2 separate regions of the Mus musculus genome follow, and region 1 is linked to region 2. A link is a contact called in public HiChIP or PLAC-seq data. All regions are on one chromosome and are shown on one strand. Each heading gives the region's core, a stretch centred on a gene start, on an enhancer-like site or on the middle of the called end of the contact. The rest is flanking DNA. Distances are from core to core; before and after follow the strand shown. Region 1 has its middle 75 kb from the start of Pcp4. Region 2 overlaps Igsf5 (immunoglobulin superfamily, member 5).

Region 1 (6,561 bases), core at 928-3,427, 170 kb after region 2:
GAAATAAATGTTGATAATAATGTCTGCCAGAGGAGAGGAGCTGGCAGGGTGGCCAGCTTAAACCCAGCTATTGACTTTTGAGGGCGAGGAGACTGCAAACTCATTTCCATCTTGGCTGCTTCAGAACTGCATCTCAGCGCCCTCGCACAAGCCCCATCCAGCAGTAAGACATCAATTGGCAGCTTGTTTGAAGAGGATCCAAACTACCTTGTCCAAACAGAACCACACAGTGCATTTGTAACAAGAAACCTTGGCTTCACAGTGTGTGGGGAGGAAGGGACTGGGGTTAATTTCCCTCCCCCAGCTGCCTCTTCTGTTCTGGAAAATTTTCTGCTGCCTTGCAAAAGACCGAAGAGAAAAATACCAAGCTTGTTAATTTTGTACTTTGCTGCTGTTTATTGATTCATATCTTTATTGTACACATGGTTGACAAAACAGTAATTTTCTTTTAAAGAAACAATGACTAAGAGGAGGGTGAGACTGGAGGAATGGAAGAAGGAAGAGTTAAGGGCAGGGAGAGAGAGGCTGGGGAGGGAAGCAGGAACATCGTAGTGAGGAGTGGGAAAGAAACAGAGACCTCTGGCTTGGTGCTGAGGTAAGATGGTCCGCACCGTGCTGTTGATGGCTGTCCAGTAAGGGGGGAATCCTGTCTGTCCCAGATCCCTATCAACTCACCCCACTCCTTTAAGAGAAACCAGCTTCCTTCACTGCATAGCTGTAGTCAGTCCATGGTGCTCCACGGGCACCTGAGAATGTGAACTTGGTGCCGGTTGTGTTTGCCCCTTCCAAATGAGTCGTTGTGCTGAGTTCATAGACGCAGCGAATGGCACAGGTACAGATGTTCTTCTGAGAGGCTTTAGCATCCACTATGTTAAGATAGGACCACCTGCAGAGTTTTCTCTCTACTGGATGTGATGGGCATGTCCATAGGCAAGGAAGAAATGGAACTTCTTTGAGAGATAGATGATAGGTAGGTAGACACATAGATGAAGGATAGAAAGCAGAGAGATCAATTCTGATGAAGGTAATATTTGATAAAGAGTTTGAACTCTTGAAATATGGGAAATGGGGCATTGCAGTCAGGGTCAATTCTAAGAAAGGGAAAAGTTGTCTTAGGGATTGGTCTTCCTGTCCAGAAAGCATCTTGGGAGCCTGAGGGAAGGTGGGTGAATCCAAGCCTGAAAGTTAAGTCAGATCAAATTACAGATGGCCCATGGTATAGAACTGGCCAACAGTTCACCAGCCTGTGCTCTCCTCAATTTGGAGACAGCCACCTCACCTTCCTGACAGCAAGATAAAGGTAGGAGAGTGAGAGCTGGCCAATGCAACCACAGGGTAGGTGCTGTGTGAGACACATTTGAGGATCTCACTGGAGAAACAAAACAAAACAAAACAAAACAGAACAACCAACCAAACAAACAAACAAACAAACTCTGTAGTGTTGTGAAGAGACCAAGGCATGGACAGAATCCCAAGCTGAAAGAAATCTGAGCTTCCAATGATCACAAAGAAGGGCAGCTGTGCTCAAGCAAGCCTAGTACAGAACTTCACTCCTGTAGAGCATCCCTGAGATACACTGGGGGTTATCTGCTGCAGCAGCAGTTGTCACCACCTGAAGTCATTTGTCCATGCACAAGCACTAGACATTTCTGTTTTACCAATTGTCAGGGAATCCTTCTTTCAGGTATTCATCAGAGTATCCAAGATGGGCTCTGGTCAGCCCGAGTACCATGGGTGGAATGGTGGGGAGGCTAATTTTAAGTAAATGTCCAGAGTAAACAAAACCAAGAAGAGACAAAGCCACAGTCTAGCAAAGTGTGACCACATGTATGGCTTTAATGACTGTCTCTGTAATCATGTGTTATTATGGCTTTCACTCCATCAAGAACATTAGTTCGAATAGCACAAAGAGAACATTCTGCTTGAGACACTAAATTGGTGCTTGAAGACCCGACCTGCAGAATAAAAGAGCATTGATGAAGATGGGTTCTCACAGTTTGAGGATCTGAGTACTTACTGAGTTCCAGCCCATCCTACTTAGGATTCCATTAATCCCCTTCCTGACTCTGCAGTGATGCCATTTACTGGCCTACCTCATTACCATGTCCTAACCCACATGTCCCTGCTCTGTATTCACCCCTCCCCCTCCCGACTGCCCCATTTCCTCCCTCATTTTTGAGCACCCTCTTCTAACTGAGTCTAATTTTACCAGAGAACAGATTCACTTCCCCTCTTGATGCACTGCTGGGTTTTGTTGCTAATTTTAAAGGTCACATTATTCAATAGGATTTACAACAAATAAATCCGCACTCTGCCTTTTCAACCATCCCTTTTCAAGCTCCATTTCCCCAAAACAACATCTCTCAACAGTTTCTTTGAGCATCTCTCTCTCAGATACGCTTATGTGACTTGCCCTAACAATTTCAGCTTTGGGTACTGTATGATGCCTTACATGGTGATCTCCTCTGCCCATCTTCCCTTTACCCCGTTCTCTCAGTAAAACATATGTCTTGCTTCTTTTCATTATTGTGCCAACTTTAATATAATCCAAAGATGATTCGTTCAATGCAAACATTTTTTTTTTTACTCTAGTGGTAAGAATTTTCTAACATTTCTTTTACTGGATACATATACTTTCCATGAACTTACTATTATTTGAGTGCTAGATTTCTTTCAAGGCATATTTATGATTTTTAATTTTCTGGGTTATTCCCTCCTCTTCCTGTTCCAAAACAAATGTAGTATATCTTTCATCATGTAGTGTATTTTCTTTTCTTTTCTTTTCTTTTTTTGTTTTTTACCCCTAAGACGGTTACTTGATATTTCTTCCTGTTAGAGTTTCTGTCTTTGTGTGAACAGATGTTTCCTTTTCTTGGTTAATTTCCTCATGTTGATGGAATTCACCTTTGAGATCCTACTAGGAAAAGCTATCTAGAGAGTATTGAATGTTTGCATGTTTGAAAATTATTTGGGTTAATTATCATAAGGAAATGATAATTTGGGTAGGTATAAAATCGTAGCCCATGAACACTGAAAAACTACATCCTTTTTTCCTCCCAGCTTTATTGATGCATAATATGTTGAAGATATTTTCACTCATTTAAAAACATACATATCTTGGTCAAGTGTGGTGATACCTACTTTTAATCTCAGTACTTGGGAAGTACCAGGAGGCAGATATCTGTGAGTTCCAAATCAACCAGAGCTATAGAGTGAGGCCCTGTCTAAAGAAATAAATGAATATCATTGTATTATTTTGGTAAGTATATTTTTTTTGTGCAATGACCTCTACAACCAAGCTATAGATGGTTCTATTCTATGCCCTTAAATGGCGCATGCCTTTAATCTCAGCACTCGGGAGGCAGAGGCAGGCGGATTTCTGAGTTCGAGGCCAGCCTGGTCTACATAGTGAGTTTCAGGACAGCCAGGGCTATACAGAGAAACCCTGTCTCAAAAAAAAAACAAAAAACAAAAAACAAAAAAAACCCAAAAACAACAACAACAACAACAAAAAGAATTTCTTCCTGTTCAGCCAAAATAAAGCCTTAGTAAATGACTGTTCTACTTAGTCTCTCACTACAGTCCTGCCTTTTTGGAATTTTGTTCTAATGGAATCATGTGACATTTGGACATTCATGTTTATCTTCTCAAATGGAACCATGTTTTTGCAATCCATATTGCTTTAATTATCAGCATTTCATTCCTTCCTGTGGTAAAGTAGCATTCTTACTGTGGAGAGACTGCAGTGTGTCTCCTCAACTAATGGAAAATTATAAAAAGCCAAATTGTTTTCTAAGACAGCCATTCCATTTTGCATCATGCCAAAAGTGCATAGGATAGCCAGTAGGTACACATCCTTGGAGATGCTTGCTTTTGCTTCTCAAGATCCTAGGAAGTATTCTTTATTGTGTCACGGTCTACCTGATTCACTGGAGAAAGATTCAACACCATTTTGATCCCCAATCCTTTGTGGCTTGGTTTTGCTACAGAAATTTTAAGATTCATCTCTTCTGATTTTCAACAAAACAAAACAAAACAAACAAACAAAAAAACTCAGTACACTAATTGTGCTCAAGTCAGTCTCTTCCCTCTACCTGTGCTGGGTATGAAAAGGAACTTTAACTGCAGACTCGTGGTGGCTTCTGTTCCTGGAAATTTCCCTAAATTACTTGTCTGGTAATTTTTTCTCTTCTGTTTTTCTCAGAGTTCACTTTCTAGAACATCGACTATTTGGATGTCAGCTTCCTGGAACAATCTTTCACTTTGTAATTTGCCCTTCCTATTTTTCATCCCTCAACCAATTTGTCTCACTGGCTAGAAGATATTTTTTTTTCAATTTTTCTTTTTTGTTAAGACACTGTCCTCCATTGCTGGTGGGGATGCAAACTTGTACAACCACTTTGGAAATCAATTTGGCAGGTTCTCAGGAAACTGGAAATAGTTCTACCTCAAAACCCAGCAACATGACTCCTGGGAATATACTCAAAAGATGCCCCACTATTCCACAGGGTCACTTGCTCAAATATGTTCATAGCAGCTTTATTCATAATAGCCAGAAACTGGGAAAAACCTAGATGTCCCTCAACTGAAGAATAGGTAAAGAAAATGTGGCACATCTACACGATGGACTACTACTCAGCTATTGGAAACAAAGACATCATGAATTTTGCAAACAAACAAATGGAACTTGAGAATATCATCCCTAGTAAGGTAACACAGAGGCAGAATGACAGCTATGGTATGTACTCATTTATAAGTGGGCCTTAGGCATATAGTGCAGGATGGTCACACTACAATCCACAGATCCAAAGAAGCTGGGTAATAAGGAGGTCCCAAGGGAGGCTTCATGAATTTCACTCAGAAGGGGAAACTAAATAGTCATTGGAAGTGGATGGAAAGAGGGAACTTGGTAGGGGAGAAGCCTGGGAGTGAGAATGGACATATGCGGGGACAGGGGGCATCTCTGGGACTAGCTGGAGACCTGGGATGGGGAGCATACAGAGAGTCTATGGGGATGACTCTAGATGAGATTTCTACCATATAGGGATATAGAGACTGAAATGGCCACCTCTGGTAGCCTGGCAGGACATCCAGAGAAGGGAGAGGGACATTAATCCATTCACAAACCTTTTTTTTTTTTGGTTTTTCGAGACAGGGTTTCTCTGTGTAACCCTGGCTGTCTTGGAACTCACTTTGTAGACCAGGCTGGAAATCTGCCTGCCTCTACCTCCTGAGTTCACAAACTCTTCAACCCAAAAATTGTCTTGTCTATAAGAAGTGCAGGGATAACGATGAAATAGAAACTGAGGGAACATCCAATCAATGACTGCCCCAACTTGAGACCCATCCCATATAAAGAGAGCCCTCTCCTGACACTATTAATGATACTCTGATATGTTTGCAAACAGGAACCTAGCATAACTGTCTCCTCAGAGGCTTAACCATTCAGTGAATGGAAGTAGCTACAGAGACCCACAGCCAAACATCCGGTGGAGCTCAGGGAGACTAGTGGAAGAGTAGGGGATAGAAGTGAGCAAGCCAGAGAGGTCAAGGACACAAGAAGACCCACCGAGTCAGCTAACTGGGGACCATGGGGGCTCACAGACACTAGACCACTTACCAGGAGGCATGCCAGAGTTGATCCCTGAATGTCAGTTCATATTTAAAGAACATTTCATTCAAAACTACCTTGTGGGTGAGTGCCTTCAAGGAAGGGAGATTTGGCTGGCTATTTTCAGTACTTTGTGTACACACTGTCCAGCTCAAATGACTCCCCCTAAATAAGAACATATGGTGGTGTGGTGGGCAAGTACAACTCTGGCTCCCTGCATGCTACAAACATGTATTGAATTCTCTTAATCTCAGGAAAAGCAGAGCTCATTAGTGTCTAGCCAGGTAAAACCAGACAACTCTTTCTGCTTCCTTAGCAGTGGGATTTTAAGTGTAGAATACCACGCCTACCTTCTTTATGTGAGGTTTTTGGGGTCAAACTTAGATTCTCATGCTTGCATGGCATGAGGGCTTTACCCACTGAATTCTCACCTCAGCACTCAAATGTTTTGCTTTAGGCTGTGCATGTATAGGAAACACATCTTTATTTTCTCTGTTTTACAATGCCTTCATGACCAGGCACCTGGGGAGACTGCTCTTCCCAGGACTAGCTAATTTCTGAAGACAGCCAACAGCTTCTCCAAGAACACCACTCTCACATGCAAGCCAAGCAGCCTGAACCCCTATTCCCAATGTCAATCTAACACCCACAATCCAAACCCACAGTTTCTCCACCCCAACACACCCCAAGGTCCAACACCTGACAACTAAAGCCACCCTGTGATCAGGCACAAAATGATGCAAACCACCCAGTCCCAAGCTTGCTCAAACTGGGCTTCTCTGCTTCTTCACTCCTTTTCATGGAAGTCACAATAGGTGTTGGCTCTGCCCTCCTCTTCCTGTGGCCCTGCCTGGCACGGTGTGTTCCTCTCTCTTGAGACCCGTTAGTAATAACACCTTGTCTATGTGATCTCACTCACTCACCTCTACAAATCAAATCCTGGCCACAGC
Region 2 (6,587 bases), core at 2,475-4,974:
TTTGAAGTGATGGTGCTCTTAGGTCTGGAGTATGGAGGTGGGGGAGGGACACAAGCAGGCGCCTGTTTAGATGCTCCCCTTGGCTGCATGTGCAGAGATGATTTTTGGGTGCAGCTGGTGGCCCAGCGGTGACATTGGGTTTTTCTGTATCATCCCAGGAGCTCTGCAGACAGTTTAGACCTGCTGGGGGAGGGGTCCTCTCAGGACCTCCTCCTCATTCTTCTTTTCCTCAGTGGGTCCCAGTGGTTGACTCCTCATCTGAAGGCCTAGCATCCTCTTTGTTCTCTATTCTCCATCCATTATTCCTTCCTGGCCTTTAGCTGCATGTCCAGCCTGCTTTCCCATTCACTACGAAGTCTGAGTAGGAGGATGTCTTAGTTAGGGTTTTACTGCCGTGAACAGACAAAATGACCAAGGCAAGTCTTATAAAAAGCAACGTTTACAGGTTCAGAGGTTCAGTCCATTATCATCAAGGTGGGAGCAGGGCAGCATCCAGGCAGGCATGGCAGAGGTAGAGCTGAGAGTTCTGTCTTCATCCAAAGGCTGCTAGTGGAAGACTGACTTCCAGGCAACTAGGGTGAGGATCTTATACCCACACCCACAGTGACACACCCATTCCAACCAGGTCACACCTATTCCAACAAGGACTTCAGATGGTGCCCCTCCCTGGTCCACGGATATACAAACCATCACATTCCACTCCCTGGTCCCCATAGACTTGTTCAAAAACATGAGTCTATGGGGGCCATACTTAAACATAGCATAATGCAAAATGCATTTAGTCCAACTTTCAAAGTCCTCATAGTCTATAGCAGTCACAACAATGTTAAAAGTCCAAAGTTCAAGGTCTCTTCTGAGATTCATTCAACTTAATTAACTGTAATCCCCAAAGCAAGGCAGGAAACCAGCTGGGCAAACTCCAAACTCTGCATCTCCATGGCTGATGTCAAAGCGGTCTTCAGATCTCCACTCCTTTTTCATCTTTGTTGACTGCAACAAACTGCTTTCTCCTGGGCTGGTTCCACTCCCTGTTAGCAGCTTTGCTCAGCATGTATCCCATGGTTCTGGCATCTTTAACATCTTTGAGTCTCCAAGGCAATTTCAATGTTACAGCTTCTTGTTTCAGTGTCTGGGATTCCACTTGAACTTTTGGACTCCTCCTAAGGGCTGGCATCACTTCTCCATCTCTGTCCTCTGTAGCACTCGATGCTCAGGTTGATCCACTCCACTACAGCTGCTGTTCTTGGTGATCATCCCATGGTACTGACATCTCCAATACACTGGGGTGTTCCACTCCAACTAGGCTTCACCAATAGCCTCTCATAGGCTCTCTTCAGGGTGCCAAGCCTCAAATCCTTTACATGACCCCTTCAGTCCTGGGCCATCAACTACAGCTGAGGCTTCACCTTCTCCAATGGCCTTCCCTGGCCTCTCACAGTGCTAAGCCTCAGCTTCTTTCCATGATCCGTTCATTCCTTCACAAGCAGTACCACCTGAGTGACTCTTACACATTACCAAGTCCAGCCGCAGCATGAGGTACAACCTTGGGTATCTCTGGAACACAGCTTCTTTGTGCTCCCAGAAAACACTTTCCAGAAGATTTCACTTCAGTGATGCTGGTCTCTTCTTAATCACTGCTAATTCCTTAGCTCCAGCTAACCCACATCAATATTCCCAGTAGTTCCTTCCATTCTTAGCTCTGGAGCCAGAGCCACATGGCTGAAGCTGCCGAGTTCTGCTGCTTACAGGAACTAGAACATGATCCCCTTGTACTATTACATATCACTAGCTCTATGTTTTCTAAATCCTTCACTGCCTAAGCTTGGCTATCCTGGTTCTTGCTCTGTAGATTGACCTTGAATGCAGAGATCAGCATGCCTGTCTCATGGGATTAAAGGTGTGTACCACCATGCCTGGTTCTAAATTCAGCTGGGTAGGGTCTTGCCCCAAGGTCCCTCTCCCTTAATCTGTTATTTCCTAGAACACAGGATTTTGCTCCATTTCACTTCCTGGTTTGTCTTTAATACTCGAAACATATATTTTATATTTTGCCTTTCTAAGCTTGCTATGCTTGTTCAAACTTCTCTTCATAAGACTTAACCAGAGAACAAAGTCTCTGCTGGGCTTTTTTGAAACTTCTTTTGTCAATGCAATTAATGCAATTAATCCAAGTCTCTTCACCTTAGCCTCAGGCAGACTTTTCAGACAAGGGCAAAAAGTAGCCACTTTCTTCACCAAAATACCACAAAAACAGTCTTTATGCCACATTCTGAAATTCTTCTCCTTTGAAATCTCTTGGCCAGGTCAACACAGTTCAAATTACTGCCAGCAGCTAAGTCTTCCATATTCCTACTAGAATGACCCATTAAGCCCCATTTAAAGCATTCCATTGCTTTCCAGATACAAAGTCCCCAAATCCACATTCTTTCAAATAAAAGCATGGTCAGGCCTATCACAGCAATACCCCACTCCCAGTACCAACTTCTGTCTTAGTTAGGGTTTTACTGCTATGAACAGACAAAATGACCAAGGCAAGTCTTATAAAAAGCAACGTTTAATTGGGGCTGGCTTACAGGTTCAGAGGTTCAGTCCATTATCATCAAGGTGGGAGCATGGCAGTATCCAGGCAGGCAAGGCTCAGGCAGAGCTGAGAGTTCTATGTCTTCATCCAAAGGCTGCTAGTGGAAGACTGACTTCCAGGCAACTAGGGTGAGGATCTTATACCCACACCCACAGTGACACACCCATTCCAACCAGGTCACACCTATTCCAACAAGGACACACCTTCAGATGGTGCCACTCCCTGATCCACGGTTATACAAACCATCACAGAGGAAGAAAGTGTGGGGTCTGCAGATGTAGCAGTGATGTCCGGATGGAGTATGAAGCCACACTGGACTAGGAAAATGGAGAGGTGATTGGTGTAGGACCGTGAAGTTTCTTATGTCAAGGAGATTGTTTTGTGTGTTTGTGTGTGCGCGCGCATGTGCACACATGCATATGGAGGTCAGAGGTCACACTGGGGTCATTCTTGAGGATGTTAGTCACCTAATTTTCGAGAGATAGAATATCTCACTTTTCCTTGGAACTTGCCACTTTGGCTAGGCTGTCTCACCAGTAAGCCTCTATGCTGGAATTACAAATGTGTACCACAAAACCCAGCTTTTCTATGTGAGTTCTGGGGAAGCAGGGGTCAGACTCAAATCCTCATGTTTGTATAGCAAGAAATTTTTCTGACTGAGCCACAGTCTCAGCTCAATAATCATTTTGGAGGATCAGCAAGAGGTACAGAGGTTGGCTGACCCCTTGATCCCACAAGAGTGGTTTAAATGACATTAATGTCAGAATGGGGAGTGGGAAGATGTGAGGGGCAAGCAGTTGCAGTTACAGACACTCTGAGGATCAAGGGAGAAGCCCAGCTCTGTCAGCTGAAAGGTGTGGATGCCCCAAACCTTCTAGGAAAGGAAACTACTCAAGGGATCGTACAGACAGCACAGGTTTCTTGAGGGACTTGTAGGACAGACCCTGATTTTCTCTGTTCTGTTGTGTAGCTTTGTTCTCCAGGAAAAGAGAGAGGAGAGGAGAGGGAGGTAAGAGATGAGGTACGTGGCTGCATGGAGGTCTTATCTGCAAGTGTTTTCTAGTGTTTGGTTTGTGTGGGGTGAGGTCACACAGGGCCTCAACACAGATGAGTCACAGAGAAGGAGGAAGTGCTATGACCACATGTCCCTTGTCACTGGTGCAGCTGAGGGCAGTTGGTAGATCCAGAGAGGGGCTGTGCTCACAAGAATGGCACTTAAGGCTTGTTGTCACCTGTTTCATTGAAGGTCAGGTGGTAAAGAGCTTTCCCAGCATGCACAAGGCCCCGGGTTTATTTCTCAGCATCATATACTCAGACATGGTGGCTCATGCTTGTAATCCTGGCACTCAGGAGCTGCAGGGTCAGAAGTTCAAGGTCATCCTAGGCTATGTTGAAAATGGAAGGCCAGCTTTGGAGACGTGAGATCCGGTCTCAAAACAAACCAAACCCAAAATGTAAAAAACAACAGCAGTGAAAACAGGTAGCATCGAAAGGATTTCCCCATGGCCTAGGCTCCTTCTGGCTTTATTCCCACCCGTCCACCTGCAGGGTAAGGCTGGGTCAACATGGCCTGTGGGTGTCCTGTGGCTCCTCAGTCCCTGGGGGCATGCATGGGTGTCATCTTTGCAGATTGTCTTTGGAGTGAAATGAGGTGCACACACTCACACTACCTTCCAAACTTGCAGGCTATGTGGCTCATGTCCACCCCATTCTGTCAGCTTTGCAGGCTCTATGTGGTTGCCACTAATTCCATACTGGGTGCAGTGTGTATAGAAGAATCTGGACTTTCCTTTTTCCTGTAGTCTGTTTTCCTCAGTGCGACTCCAGGCTTGTGGCTAGAGTTGACCCAGTGTCTGTAGTTTCCTTGGTGTTTGACCTGATTGAGTTTTGTGTACTTGACACTAGCTAGAGTCATCTTGGAAGTGGGAACCTTAATTGAAAAAATGCCTCCCCTGACTGATTGGCCCATAGGCAAGTCTGTAGGGCATTCATTGTCTTGATTAATGATTAACACGGGAAGATGCAGTTTACTGTGGCCGGTGCAGCCTTTGGGCAGGTGGTCCTATTTGGTATAAGAAAGCAGGTTGAGCAAGCCATGGGGAGCCAGTCAATCAACAGTGTCCTTCCATGGCCTCTGCATCAGTTCTGGCCCCCAGGGTCCTGCCCTGGCTTCCTTTAATGAACTGTAACCTGGGATGTGCAATTTGGAATAAACCCTTCCCGCTCCAAGTTGCTTTTGGTTAGTGTTTCATCAGGGCATTAGAAAGTAAAGACAGAGTCATTTCCAGTTTTTTTTCCCCCTTTCTTTCTTGAGAACTTTTATATGTTTTTTAGCGGAAGGTCAAGATGGGTGCGGATCAGTGAGCCTTGGCCAGGTGGCTACAGAGAAGATCCACACTGCAGTGGGTGTTAGGAACCCGCTTTCTTTCTGCCTTTTTTTTTTTTCCTTTCCCTGGGTGGTGTGCACTCAGCCACTGAATTATTTGAGGTGGCTTCTTCTAGCTCTGCTTCTTTTAAGCCAGCTGGGTCTGCGGGCCTTGTCTTCCCAGCACCCCTCTCTCCAGTGGTCCTGGTGTGTGTGTAACCCTTCTTTCCATTATAGAGAAGGAAGCTCTGCCTGCAGTTTGTTCATTCTGAGTGATCATGAGGTGCTGATGTTTGGCTGAAGGTCACCGTCTGGGAATTCACTTGCCCGGGAATGTTCAGGGCTCAACTAAGTTCCTTTAGGGACTGCCTCACATTTTGTCTTTCCTGGTGAGAAGGGGAAAGCTGGTGTTATTTGGAGCTCTCCAGTATACACGGAGGGCTAGCATGTTGACCCTTAGGAATCACATAACACCAGAAGGTAATGAGAGTATCCTGACTGGTGGGTTAGTCAGTCAGGCCATGAGTCACAGTGCAGTTGAGGTGAGCCTCTGAGCCCTGTAGGACTGTTATATTCTTAGGGCCGTCTATGATCTGATAACGGGATCCAGAAGAAACCAGGGCATATGTTGTTTCAGTGGGACTTCTAAGTGACAAGATTTGGGGAAGAGTCTGTATTCAGGGTGGCAAGGTCTGAACTTGTGTCCCAATTCTACTGATGTGATTGTAAGTCTTGTGTGTCCTGTGGACAGGACTGGTTGGCATTGAAGGCCATGAAGGAGAATCTAGACTTCTCCGCTCCCCTGCCTTTGTCTTATAGAGGCATCTGGGATTGGTCTTGAGGTCAAGTCTACGTCCAGGATGACTTCATATTAGTATCCTTGCCAGAGTTTATCTGCAAAAACTCTACTTTTAAATACCACATCCTGTGGTTTGGGTGACTGTGAGCCTCTAGAGAATGGTGTTCAAGTTGTTTCTGCACATCTAGGGGGAAATGGGGGGAAGGCTTGCGTTGGCCATGTGTCTACCAGAAGTCCTGGTCGCTGGCCTCAGGAGCAGTGAGGCAGAGAGGCTGAGCCTTTCAGACAATCAATCACTCAGAGAACGGCAGCTGGCAAACAGAGGGTTAAATGACATCGTTGATTTGTGTCAGCTAATTCATTTATTGCCTTGAAACACTGATTGCCTTCTAGCTTCCGGATCCAGTTATCAGATCATAGAAGGTCCTCAGAATGTAACAGTCCTAAAGGACTCAGAGGCTCACTTCAACTGCACCGTGACTCACGGCTGGAAGCTTCTCATGTGGACTCTTAACCAAATGGTGGTGCTGAGTCTCACCACCCAAGGACCCATCATCACCAACAACCGCTTCACCTATGCCAGTTACAACAGCACTGACAGCTTCATCTCGGAGTTGATCATCCATGATGTGCAGCCCAGTGACTCGGGATCCGTGCAATGCAGCCTGCAGAACAGCCATGGGTTTGGATCTGCCTTCCTCTCAGTGCAAGGTGAGTCAACTGGAGGGTTGCAAGGGCCTTCTGAGGCTCACAGCTGTGCGGTGATACTTGGGGCCCACCTTTAGATTTGGTGGTGCTAATTGTAATTCCGAACTGAAGACTGCTTTGTGTGTATTTGTTAC

Evidence for each region. HiChIP or PLAC-seq counts read pairs in DNA pulled down with a chosen protein or histone mark.
Region 1: an H3K4me3 HiChIP or PLAC-seq map of the 230-238 cell line shows a contact between it and region 2, with 21 read pairs. The contact joins two enhancer-like sites. A contact is called at or near these places in 3 of 39 promoter capture datasets (the C10 cell line, cranial neural crest and trophoblast stem cells), 1 of 484 Hi-C or Micro-C datasets (nephron progenitors) and 1 of 115 datasets of contacts at active chromatin or transcription factors (the 230-238 cell line).

What each region holds. Positions count from the first base shown.
Region 1 is chr16:96,539,079-96,545,639 of GRCm38.p6, forward strand. No RefSeq gene overlaps it. Among named protein-coding and RNA genes, the nearest start is that of Pcp4, 75 kb to the left of the region's middle. Within about 2 kb of position 2,178, at least 25 of the 459 cell types and tissues checked have an H3K27ac peak or open chromatin away from gene starts, as enhancers often do. A contact at or near this core is called in the 230-238 cell line, where this site is marked.
Region 2 is chr16:96,366,692-96,373,278 of GRCm38.p6, forward strand. Igsf5 (immunoglobulin superfamily, member 5) reads left to right here. Exons shown (of 9, transcript NM_001177887.1): 3 at 6,139-6,456. Among named protein-coding and RNA genes, the nearest start is that of Igsf5, 8.2 kb to the left of the region's middle. Within about 2 kb of position 3,725, at least 81 of the 459 cell types and tissues checked have an H3K27ac peak or open chromatin away from gene starts, as enhancers often do. A contact at or near this core is called in the 230-238 cell line, where this site is marked.